3 separate regions of the Oryctolagus cuniculus genome follow, and regions 2 and 3 are each linked to region 1. A link is a contact called in public Hi-C data. All regions are on one chromosome and are shown on one strand. Each heading gives the region's core, a stretch centred on a gene start, on an enhancer-like site or on the middle of the called end of the contact. The rest is flanking DNA. Distances are from core to core; before and after follow the strand shown. Region 1 has its middle 1.1 Mb from the start of PGER5. Region 2 has its middle 250 kb from the start of KLF6. Region 3 has its middle 140 kb from the start of KLF6.

The links. Hi-C and Micro-C count contacts between places; a contact is called where the count stands out from the background.
Region 2: a contact with region 1 is called in a Hi-C map of skin fibroblasts, with 3 times the contacts expected there. The contact joins two enhancer-like sites. A contact is called at or near these places in 2 of 6 Hi-C or Micro-C datasets (embryonic fibroblasts and skin fibroblasts).
Region 3: a contact with region 1 is called in a Hi-C map of psoas muscle, with 6 times the contacts expected there. The contact joins two enhancer-like sites. A contact is called at or near these places in 3 of 6 Hi-C or Micro-C datasets (embryonic fibroblasts, psoas muscle and skin fibroblasts).

The regions. Positions count from the first base shown.
Region 1 is chr13:91,761,155-91,765,466 of mOryCun1.1, reverse strand. No RefSeq gene overlaps it. Among named protein-coding and RNA genes, the nearest start is that of PGER5, 1.1 Mb to the right of the region's middle. Within about 2 kb of position 1,841, at least 6 of the 8 cell types and tissues checked have an H3K27ac peak or open chromatin away from gene starts, as enhancers often do.
Region 2 is chr13:92,585,017-92,589,197 of mOryCun1.1, reverse strand. No RefSeq gene overlaps it. Among named protein-coding and RNA genes, the nearest start is that of KLF6, 250 kb to the left of the region's middle. Within about 2 kb of position 1,452, at least 1 of the 8 cell types and tissues checked has an H3K27ac peak or open chromatin away from gene starts, as enhancers often do.
Region 3 is chr13:92,690,600-92,695,008 of mOryCun1.1, reverse strand. No RefSeq gene overlaps it. Among named protein-coding and RNA genes, the nearest start is that of KLF6, 140 kb to the left of the region's middle. Within about 2 kb of position 1,903, at least 4 of the 8 cell types and tissues checked have an H3K27ac peak or open chromatin away from gene starts, as enhancers often do.

The DNA.
Region 1 (4,312 bases), core at 592-3,091:
CTCCATAGTAACACCTGGTGCTGAGAATTTCTCACTGCTACTAAATTGGAAGAGTTAAGAAAGATGTGTGGATCTCAACTTTGTCTTATCCCTTTGACAATTATATTGTCTCCAATGTTCTAATAGAACTGCCAATACTGTGTGCATATTAACTTGAAAAATGTCACAAATACTACCTTCAATTGTTCTTCTGAAGTGTGGACTTAACATGAAAATTTGATGTAAAAAAAAAATGGATGGATTTTTATTTAACACATGTTTTTCTATGGATTAACTTACAGTCAGTCTTCTAATTGAAAGGGATAAGTTTTCAGAGACCAGAAATTCAGGTCCCCTACATTAGTGACTGGGACCTGATTACTTGAGCCACCACCTGCTTTCTTTGAGGTCTGCCTTGGCAGGAAGCTGTAGTCTAGAGCCAGAGTTAGAAACTGAACGCACATTTTCTCATGTAGAATTTGGGTGTCTTAACATCAACCACGAGGCCACATGCCCAACCCTCCATTTCTTTCCTTTAATTTCTCTGAAAAGGTTAAGCTTTGGTAGCTAAGAGAAAGGACTGCAATTGTGGGTCAAAAGGTTTCATACTATCTCAGCTCCCCAAAAATGGCTCCCAGGGTGCACACAAGTCACCGTATTGGCATCTTCTGGGAACTTCTCAACAAACACCACCTTGACTGCCCCAAGAGCCAGGGCACAGCCTACCACAGGCTTCCTTTTCACTCTGATCACTGAGTGGTTCATAAAACTAGCAGGACCAACCCTCTAGACTTCCCTTCCCCAAAGTTGGTTGCAGATTGCAGAGCCCTCTCCTCATTTCCTGTGCCAACAATCCCTTCTTTCTCATGTCATATCTGTTTCTGCTTTATCCATGGATAAAGGTGGTTTGGCACCTTTGAACTCCAACAGATAGAGTTATTTAACGTTTCTATGACAGTGAGACTAAATTTAGTTTGAAGAAGATGATATGTCAGGTCCAATAATATTTATAAACCTTGTTGATGTTCAGCTTACTGTGGAGCAATGGAGCCCAATTTCCTGTTTTATTCATCCTTTTTTCCCCAAACTTTATTTATTAGAAGAGACAGAGAGAGAGAGAAAGAAAGAAAGAGGGAGGGAGCCCTCATCCACTGGATTGTTCCCCACATGTCCACAATGACCACTATCTAGGGCAAAACTGAGAGCTGAGAACTCAATCCAGTTCTACTGCATAGGTCCCAGGGACCCAACCCCTTGAGCCATCACCTCCTCCCTCTGAGGTCATGCACTAGCAAGAAACTGGAATCAAGAACAAGAACTGAGCTGAAACATGAACCCTGGTACTCTACTTGAAGCCTTCGAGAGGTTAATTTAAAGCAAACAGTCTTTCACAAGAGACAAAAGTCCCAATAAAATCACATGCCATTATTTAAAACTTCTTTTTATTTAAGATCAGCACAAATAAATATGTGCTAATATCCTGGCATTTAATCTTCCTCCTTTATATTTCTGACTTCTGCCTTTGTTTCTGGGCTATTTTTCTCCCTATAAACAAAAGCCATCAGGCGATTGGGACTTATAATTCTCTCCAAAGACATTTGTGCTTTTCTATTTCTTTTTTGTTAGTCAGAATCAAAATAACCCAAGAGGGGTAGGATAAAGGAAGTATAATGAGTATACACTTATTAGGGCATTTTATCCAGCAACTGTCTCCAGATAGCAGCTGCATGAGTCATGCCGAACACGTGGATGTCTGTGAGCCTCCAGGGATTACCAAACTCTGACTCAAGGGTGGAGTTTGGTTGCTGAGGCATTTCACAGGGCTCAGCACACTGGGTGATGTCAGTTAATCCAATTACAGTCAGCGGATCAGCAGTATTCCAACAAACACTGCGTTCATTCAGTTCCAGTCAGAACTTCCAGTGGCACAGCCAAGGAAATCTAGGTGGCACAAAAAAAGCTTCTGATAATGGAAAGTACTGGAGGTCCAGCTTAGATATGGCTCCAGGCTTAAACCAATCCCCTGTCAATATCCTATTAGTCACTTCCAGACAGTGTGTCAGAGCAACAGGCTAGATTTCACCTGATGCCTTCAGTTTCTTTGACGATTTTTAAACACCTCTGCTAAGGAATCCGTTTGAGGAACAGATCTATTTTTATTCATAATGACTTCTCCATCTGTCTTGCTATTTTCTAAAAACAGATTAGCATCCTGCATGTATAACCTAGTTTATTTGGTGAACTATTCAGAGCCAAAATGTCTTTCCAAAGAATAACAGAATGATATGAATATTCTGTTTTACAATCACAGAACTAATAGTTACTAAAAAGTGAAAGAATATTTAATTCACTATGATGAAACTATATATTGACTTGATTTTTTGAAACTAGTGGGAACAGGTCCTTGTCAAGTCTTTAACAGATATTTTTCTTTGTGTGAGTTTTCCCTCCTGTGTGTTTTAGAAATAGTTTAAGAATGGGGGTCTGGAGGCTGGTACTGCTCCATCACTGATTTATGGTACAATCTTGAATAAAACCATTAAGTTCTCTGTTCTGATCTCATACTGAAAAGAAGAACAAAATCAGAACAAAATTAGAATGAAACTACTGATCATGGCTGAAAATTTGTTGAAACAATGATATGAGGTAAAAGTATTTAAAGAGTAGCCCAAATATATCAAGTCCTGTTATGTCTGTTAAGATTAAAGTCTTTAGGTAAGATTTCACACCTACTGCATAGGTAAATTGAAAATAAAGACTTCCTAGCTTCATTAAATCAACATCATTTAAATAAATGATTTTATATGTAGTTGTGAATTTTGTTGCAAAGTTGAAATTCCTTTAAAAATGGGAGTAAGTTATTGTATTGCTGTTGTATCTAGATGTGTTAGTTTATAGTCATCAGTGGTAGTAGCGTCCGTCTCTCTATCTCATCTGTACATGTTTTGTCTCACGATGTTCATTTGTATTCATTTTTTATCTAGAGGAAAATATACCATGAAATTCACCTTTTTAAAGTGTACACTTCAGTGACTTTCAGCATAACCATAAAGTTGTGAGTTCATCACAACCATGTAATTCCGAAATATATTCACACCACAAAAACAAATCCCATACTATCTAATATCAACTTCCATTTATCCCCTTCCCTTAACCCCTAACAAATGCTAATTTAGGTTCTGTCTCTATGGGTTTATCGTTTCTCTATATTTCATTTTCATGTATCTAGATTATTTTTCTTATCAATATTTTAAAGATTCATTAATATTTTATCTTAGTTTTTAAAGATTTATTGATTTATTTGGTACAGACGGGGTGGGGTTGGATTTCATCTGCTAGTTCATGTTCCAAATGGTTGCAATGGTGGGGACCCAGCCAGGCCAAAGCCAGGAGCCTGGAACATCATCTGGGTCTCCCACTTGGGTCCCAAGCATTTGGGTCATTTTCAACTGCCTTCTCAGGTTCATTAGCAAGGAGCTGGATCAGAGGTGCAGCAGCTGGGACTCGAACTGTTGCCCACTGGGATGCCAGTGTTAAAAGCAGCAGCTTAACCCACTGTACCACTATGCCCACCCTCTCACTCATGTTTTAGATTGTACTAGATGTGTCATTTTTATGACTGAGTAATACGCCATGATATGGCTATAAAACACTTTGCTTTTCCATTCGTTAAGAGTCATTTCCACATTTAGACTACTACCAGGAAGTGAAAACCTACTATTATGAACTTCTGTGGGCTGGGCCTTGTTTGGACATGCGATTTCAGCTCTCCTGGAGTAGAGTTGCTGGGTCATATGTGATCTCTATGTTTAAGTGGTTGTCTAACTGCCAGATTGTTTTCCAAAATATGTACACTATTTTACATTGCCAATAGCAATGGATGAGAGTTCCAATTTCTTATCCTCTCAAACACTTGCTTGTAATACTTGCTCAAATACTTGTAAGTATTTCTGATTATAATCATCTTAATAGGTGTGAAGTGGTATCTCCTTGAGATTTGGACGAATTTTCCTAATGATTAATAAGATCAACATCCTCTCATATGTTTATTGACCATTTGTATATCTTAGAGTTTTATCCATTAATTTTTTTCCACTTTTATTATCTTTTTTATTGTGAAGTTGCAAGTGTTCTTTTTATATCCCGAATAAAAGTCCTTATCAGATATATGATATCTAAATCTTTTCTCACATTCTATGACTTGTCTTTTCACCTCCCGTCTTAATAATGTCATTTGATACATAACCATTTAAATTTTGGTGGAATTTGATTTATCCATAGCTTTGTTAATGTTGTTTTTGTTTTTGGTAATGTACATTTTGAAAACTGCTTA
Region 2 (4,181 bases), core at 203-2,702, 820 kb before region 1:
GACATCCTGCATCCCTGGGGTTATTGGCTTCTTACACTGTTGGATCTGAGACTTTATTTAAGGTTTTCTTTCAAATACAGTCACACATTGTTTTCTCAGTCAGACCTCCCACAAGGCTGAGAAATATAATTTCTGCAAATATGTCAGTCACTTGGATGTATTTTAACAGGCTGTGAGCACAGAGTAATTAAAACAATGTCTAAATGAAGAGAGAAATTCTAGTTTCTATTTTTAAAATGATGTCTTATGTCTTTCTGAATATACTCTGTCTGGCTTGCCCAGGAAAGTTTGTCTGAACCTACTATTCTCATCCTGCCCCTTCCACAATAAAAATGTAGGGAAAAACTCCCTCCTTTTATGGTTGGCCATTGCTTCCGTAAGTTCATTACCAAAGGATACATTCTTCTCATTCTTCTATAGGAATACAAAATTTGAATGATAAGCTTAGGCATTTTAGGTAAGATTTTTCTATACCTTTTAAAAATATGTATTTTTAAATTCTCTTTTATTTGAAAGGCAGGGAGACAGAGAGATGTTCCATCTGCTGGTTCACTTCCCAGGTACCTCCAAAAGCTGGGGCAGGGCCAGCTCAAAGCCAGGAGCCTGGACCTCAATCCAGGTCTCCCTCTCATGTGGGTGGTAGGGACCCAATTCCTTGTGCCACCACCTGCCTCCCAGAGCATTCACAGAAAGCTGGGTAGGAACAGGAACAGGTTCTTGAATCCTGGGTCTCTACTATGAATGCGGGTATTTTTGGAGATAAGTAACGTCAGTCCTTCTCTGCGCCTTTTATGTAGAAAAGGTATATTTGAATATTTTATTGAGAAGTGAAATGTGTCAGGAGTAAAACAGTGTTGTGGAATTTGTCATCTCTGGAGAGCCATTTCACAGTGTTGCTGTGATGCTGCCATTAGGCAGCCTGGGAGGAATGGCCAATGAAGAAACATCTGTTGCAGGTACATCTGGATTGAGAACTTCCCAGTGAGTCCATTTGCACGTTTATCTTAGATTCAGCTTTTTCTTTCACGTCTAATTGATTTTACTGAATATTGGTATCAATGAGGCAATAGGCAGACATGATTTGATACAGCTTATACTTTGATAAATTGAAAATAGATGATTTTTTTGAATGTTGAACTTCTCATGGTTATTAGAACTCAATTCATTAAGCTGGCAGCCAACCTGAAAGTCTTGTCAGAAAGGCATATGGGTGTATAGGAAAAGTGGAAACTTCAGGCCAATGATGGAAAAGAGGTCAGGTGATAATGGCTTTAACAGGTTCATCCAGATTATTAACACCAAGTCAACTTGTCAACTTGTTCAGGGATGTACCAAGAGTCCTTGTGAGGCTGAAATGCAAATCAGAGCTGCCAGGCAGGCTAGGAGGCAGTGGGTGTGGCAGCACATTTAAGGCTACAGGGAGTGAGTGTAAACACCAGCAGTGACTGATACTCCCTTTGGGAAATGATGGGCTCATCCATGCGAAGTTGTCAAGAACAACAGCTTCGTAGGCATGTTGGGAACGGCAGCTAGCTGCTCAGGAGGCTATCACCAAGTCAGCTCATTATGTACTTATGTATCCTAGAGAGCAAGTGAAACTAACAGAGCACCTAAAACTAATCTTTAGACGTGAAATTAACACTTCGAGATGCAATGACTTTGAACAGCCCTTGTCTGGACTGTTGAGGAACGGTCTCTTTTTTCATACAATTTGTTGAACTTTTTACTTAGTATTGAGTTATTCGTAGGTGTATAAAGTTAACTGAAAATATATCTTAGTAAAAAATAAGAATGGGGATAGAGAGGGAGGAGGAAGGGGTGGGAGTGTGGGTGGGAGGGAGGGTACAGTGGGAAGAATCACTATATTCCTAAAGTTGTATTTATAAAATGCATGAAATTTGTATTCCTTAAATAAGAGATTTCTGGGGGAAAATGTATTTATTTATTTGAAAGGCAGAGTTACAGACAGAGGAGAGACAGAGACAGAGACAGAGACAGAGAGAGAGAGAGAGAGAGAGAGATCTTCTATCTACTGATTCACTCCCAAAACGTCTACAATACCTGGGGGAGAGTCAGACCAATGCCAGGACTCTAGAGCTCCATCCTGGTCTCCCACATGGTCGGAAGGGACCCAAGTACTTGGGCCATTTTCTGTTGCTTTTCCAGCCACATTATCAGGGAGCTAGATAGGAAGTAGAACAGCCGGCACCAAAACCAGTGCTCATATGGATTTGGCAGTGTCTCAGGTGGTGGCTTAACCTAGTGCACCACAATGCCCGGACCCAAGCTGAGAAAACATCCTGCATCCCTTGGGAGTTTATTTATTTGCTTGAAATCATTGCCTGGTTCTGGAAATATCTCTGTTGGGATTGCTCCTTGTGTTTCCACAGTTTGAATATTTCACTGTTGGAGGCTGATAAGCATGGTGGTTGAAGGCAGTCTCAAGTCTCTGGCAAAGGCAGCCTAGGAGCTAGTGTTGGTCCCCAGGGATCAGAGGGATCTGTTAGTGAATGGGTGTAGGTTTTCTTCCTACTTACCAGCCCTCTTGAGCTTTCTTTCTTAAGCCTCGCCATAGGGAACTTGGATGAAGCAGAGGCAAAGTAAGAGTGGTGGTGAGTGGTCTGGGATCATCATCCCCTCTTCTGGACCGAAGTTTAAGTTCATATTTTGTTGACATCATTTCTGCATCCATGCAGCTCGTGGGAATTATAGTTAGACAAGAGGTAGAAGGAGCAGGCAGAGAAGAGTTGGAGTTTACTTTCCTATACTCTTCTCCTCTCAATGTCCAGAACCCGACACCAGAAAATAGTTGAGCAGGTACATGCACAAAAGCCTTTTTGGGGAAGTTCTGGATTTTGTGTTGTAGCATGAGTGTCTCAGATTTCTGGAAGCCAGTTGGTTCAGCTTCTCCATCCCTTGAACTCCCCTCTCTGTTGGCAGCACATGATTGTTCATAACTGGAAGAAATTACAAGTATTGTGTAAACAATTACAAGTATTGTACAAACAATGAGCATGCTGGTTTGGCCCATCTATTTGCAAGAAAAACATGTGGGGCTTTATGGAAATGAATTACAGCTCTGAGCTCCTGGCACAATCGCAAATATCTTCAATGCAAAAACACTAAGGTTACATATCCTTTCTGTCCTAAAAGTGTAGCATGTGCAACTTACTGATGGGATTCCTGTTTCATTTTCTAAAGGTCTGATAACTGATAATATCAGGGAAATTGTTGTTTTCACCGAAGGGTACTTCATATAAAGAAGTGGTTATTTTAACAGCAGTCTATCTGTTCATCACTGATCATTGCTAGGGCAAAACATTAACTAATTCATTCCTGATGTTCACTGCATGTGAAATCTTTTAATTTATTATCATTTCCCTTCTTGTATCTTAAGAAAATATGGATTCTCTTTGTCCACTCTGTCACATTTTATAGCTGTGAGACTGATTGCTTCAGTTTGCTTATTAGGAGACCTGGGACAAGCTGCTCTGTGCGTTTCACAAGGTTATGATGGCCATGGAATGATATAACACATAAAACAGCACTTTCTAAACATAAAGTATCCAATCAGCATGAGCTAGCTATTATTTGCTTTCACACAACACACTTTATAAAGAGTTCAGTGTCTAACATGGTGCTTACAATGCAGGGAGCTCAATAGCTATAGAGTTGGATACTATAGCATTCATTGCATTGAATAATACATATTGTAGATATCTCTCCATGCCCCAGAATAGAAAATTACAATGGGAAATCTTTAATTATGTTGACATTGTGGGCTATAAAATAATATGCCCCCATGTAAACATGACAGTGGTTACTAAATAGAATTGATTTTTTTTAGAAAAGCAATTTTATTTTTGTTCATTCTTTAATATATATGATACATATAATATATATAGTTTTAGCCAAAAAAAATCTAAGCAGTAGTATTCCAGTGTTATTGTTAAGAAGAAAATTATGACATATCCAGAATTTTTTTTTTTCATTTTTAAAGGTTTGGTGGGAAGGATCACTATATTCCCAAAGTTGTACTTATGAAATTTGTAGTCATTCAATAGGTCTGATCTGATTTCATCATCATTTAAAAAAATCATCTATTATTTTTCACTTTATGTTTCTGTGTGGGAGCAAACTGTTGAAATCCTTACTTAATGTATACTAAGCTGATCTTCTGT
Region 3 (4,409 bases), core at 654-3,153, 930 kb before region 1:
GACTGTGACTGGGAAGAAGACGTGAACAGTGCAGGGCAGAGTCAGGATAAATTTAGAGGTAGAGGCTGCTGATTTTGCTGAAGGAGTATAATTATACATGTGCTGAAAGAGAAAAGAGAATCATGGCTAATTTCTTCTAGGCTCCAGGCATTGCATGACATGTGCAGAGGTAGACAGGGTGGCCTTATTTTTTGGTGGAGCTTCTTGCGGGGTCTGATGGGTTAAGTCAGTTGCCCCAGATCACAAATCTTGTAAGTACAAAGGCTGAAAATGAACCCAGAGTTTTCTAATTCTGAAACCTAAGCAACTTCCACTGTCCCACTTCTCCTCCGCGTTCTCTTCACAGTTCCAAGAATTAACACAGCGGTTAGCTTTCTCTTTCATTTCCCAAGAGGTACTATGTAGCACTAAAGAAATAAGAAATGATCCACCGAGTCCCTTTGGAACATGGATCACCAGGCCAGCCCAATTTTCTGTCAAATCTGTGGTTCCCATACTCTGGATTTCAGCACAAAGGATGCACAGTTGCACAACGACAAGGTGGCAAAGGACCGTCGGCGCCACACCTTCAGTGGGAAGTAGAACGAGCTGAAGTTGTACATGCTGTTTTCACAGATGTCATGCTTCAGCCCTTTCTGTTTTTCTCTGAGTCGAAATGACAAACACAAGTATAGTACTCTTCCCCAGTTGTATAATAAGGTTGTGTACTAGAAGTTGGAATAATTTTATAAGCTGTGCTTCCGCCTCAGGGCCGCCCTCCCCATTGGACTGCTCTATTAGCCCCCAAAAAACCCGAAGTCTGTAAGTAGTTGCTTCTGAAGTTTTCCACTTTTTCTAATCATGGTCTCCAAATAGTCCTTTTTCATTGGGAACATGCCAAATAGATAGGGGACAAGCATATAGTATTTCAAAATAACTCATGTGTGTATACTCAATGGCATAAATTTTATTTTACCCTGCAAACATTTTCCCCCAGTCTATTAAAAACAACAAACAGAAGACCGTTCTCTCTGTCTACACTACTTGATATAAATACTTATGAATATAACAGAATCAATTCTAGGCTATATTTGGCTTATGAGTTACAAATAATGCTCCCTAGATCTTTTACTTCTGCTTATGCAAAGAATCATCTCAATTAAATTACTCTGTATGTTTATTAATATTTCTCAATGTGGAGGATGATCTCTCTCTGATGTAAAAACTTATCTATAAATCACGCAATAAACTGGAATTCTAAATGCCATGACATCGCTATGGGAACAATCTTGATATTAGGGTAAACAAATGATGTCAGACTCTCTCTGCAGCTGCAAATGCCAGGGCTCTCCGTTCCTGAAGAAAGTGACATGGATTGTTCCAGAGAGCCACTCGCTTTGAACTGTGTCAGGGGAATCTTTTTAACGTGAATTGCTACCTGGGATTGAACCAAGCTGATCCTTTGGGACCAATAACGACCAAAGGGTGTCATTCCGATAGAATCCTCAGGTGGAAAATTCTTCCACTTGTCAAACGATAGAATTCTATTAATCTGCATCCAGCCTGGCGAAACATACTTTATAAATAGAGGACTAGAGTACTTTTGCCAAGAACAACCATATGAATCTAGCTGCATCTTATTGGAGAAAAAAACAGCAGCTAGAAGTCTATTTGAAAGCATCAACTGAACAACAAGCCTAGGAAAATGATTCCTTCCATAAACAGCGCTTGTTTTTAGAATACAAGCCTATCGGACTTGCCGCATTGTGCTACATCCTACATTCTTTCCTCTCTGACTTATTTTTACTTTCTGTTTGCATTGGCTTGGTTTTATTTCTCCCTAACCCGTCTCTTGAGTCATCCCGATAGGGCTGCGAGAGTGAAAGTCCATTCTGCCCACGCTTCACAGGACTCAATGAGGAGGGTTGTCAAGAGTCACTTGACGTCAAGACTGACTTTTAAATTTGCCAGAAAGGCGTTCTTTGGGGGAGCAGTCAACACCATCACTTTCCCTCTTTAGAGAGCTGCTACTGGCTGTTGGAATTCAAAGCCCACAAATTGAATTTCCAAACTCAATTCAGGACACAGATTTTCTTCTCTCTCCTCTCCTCCCCTCCCCTCCCCTCCCCTCCCCTCTCCTCTCCTCTCCTCTCCTCCCCTCCCCTCCCCTCCCCTCCCCTCTCCTCCCCTCCCCTCTCCTCTCCTCTCCTCTCCTCTCCTCCCCTCCCCTCCCCTCCCCTCCCCTCTCCTCCCCTCCCCTCTCCTCTCCTGTCCTCCCCTCCCCTCCCCTCCCCTCTCCTCCCCTCCCCTCTCCTCCCCTCCCCTCCCCTCTCCTCTCCTCTCCCCTCCTTTCCCCTCCTCTCCCCTCCTCTCTCTTCTCTCCTCTCTCTCTCTCTCTCTCTCCCCCAGCCCATTCCTCATAGAACATATCTTTAACAATAATTTGTTTATTTTTTTGCCCTAACATAGTATATTTACTTACTTGGTGTGTTTGGTTAAGTGTACCTCAGAGTTTTTAAGAGAATATTTCATTTGGAAGTGTATCTTTCACATGTTTACACACTTTTAATTCAGAATGCATGGGATTCTCTAAATTTTCCTCTGGAATTTGTATAATCATCTAATAATACCTTTCCTGATTCCTATTTTCTGAAATGAAGTGACTGGTTACATACTTCCATTTTCCCTTTCTATTTAATAAGATACTCCACTCTTCCTTTTTTTCTTCATTTTTTTTCAGTTTGTCACGGAGTATTTGTTTACCAAATGTTACTTTTCTTGGATCAGTTCTATTTTTGAGGAGTGCAAAAGCAAACAACTGCTTGAAGCTGTCAGACTTCATTTTATTTATGCATGAATAACACAAATAACTTGAAAATGACCTAGCCTGTTTTTCTCAGATTTAGATAGAAAAACTGCTTCCGGGCAATGTTTATGCCAAACTGTCCATGCCAAGTTTCCAATTTCAGTGCCAATGGTTTCTTACAGCCAAGTTGTAAACCTTTGGTAAACATGGCTTATAATGAAAAGTGAAACACAAGCCTGGACCTGGCCCCAGGGGGCTGGATGTAAATTTACTCTAAGAACAAAACTCTTGCAGGAACAGGAGGGGCAACGGGCTAGCTATCAAGTATCCCTTCTGTAATGCAGGGCTGTACAAACGATGATATTTGATTACTGAAATCCCATCAGATGCATTTAGCATTTTATGTATTTCCCTTGCCATTGCTGCTCAGTAGTGCCATACCCAATTCGAAGTGGCTGCCTTATTGTCACACAGTGGCTCTTCCAGAACTTATTCCCCAACTGGGGATGGGGAGGGAGCCTTGGAATTTTGAGGGTTTTTTTTTTTTTTGAGTTATTAAATTTTGGTGATGTGTTCATATGCACTGTTATAAGTACATAGGAGACCTACATATTCTTTTAAAAATCAATTTAAACATATCCAGCCACATCAATATTCTCTGTGTCCTGTGTGTTATTTGTAAAATCTAAAGGAGATCATATCTCTCTTTTATTACATAATAAAACTCATTTCCTTGGAATAAAATTCAGATTTCTCACTGTGCGCATCAAGAACCAGTAGATGCCATTGCCTCTGCCTAAATATTATCTCCTCCCTCTACTTCTCAGTCAAGCTATCAGACCCAAGAGATACCAATACTCTTTTTGTTCCTTCAATGTTTCAAGTTACTTCTCAACTCAGAACTTCTACTGTTTCCCTCTGCTGGGAAAATCCTTTCTTATCTCATATGTGGCTGGCTCCTTCTCTCTGCTCATATCTCATTTCAGATTGTACTTGCTCCAAGAAACATCTCCCAAAGTACTCCATCATCAGTTGCTCACCCCCTGAGCAAGAATAACCAAACCAGATACATCACAATACCTGATTTCAAAGCATACTTCAAAGCTATAGTAATTAAAACAGCTTGGTACTGGCATAAAAACTGACACATAAAGCAATGGAACAGGATAGAAAGCCCAGAAATTAATTAATTAATCTGTGGAAATATAGCCAACTGATTTTTTGACAGAAGTGTCCAGAGCATACATAATCTTCAACAAATGATTCTGGCAAAACTGAAGGTATACATGTAGAAGAATTAAATTCGATCCATACCTCTTACTATACACAAAAATAAACTCAAGATGGATCAAAGATCTAAATATAAGACCTGAGACTGAAGTTGCTGGAAGAAAACCCAGGTGAAACACTCTAAGACATTGGTGTGGGGAGTGATTCTTAGATAAGATCCCTAGAACACAGGCAACAAAAGCAAAACTAAACAAATGACACTATGTACAACTCAGAAGCTTTTCACAGAAAAGGAAATTATCAATAGAGTGAAGAAACATCCAGTAGAATGGGAAAAATATTTACAAATCACCAATGTAAAAGATTAATATCTCCAATATATCACCAACTTAAA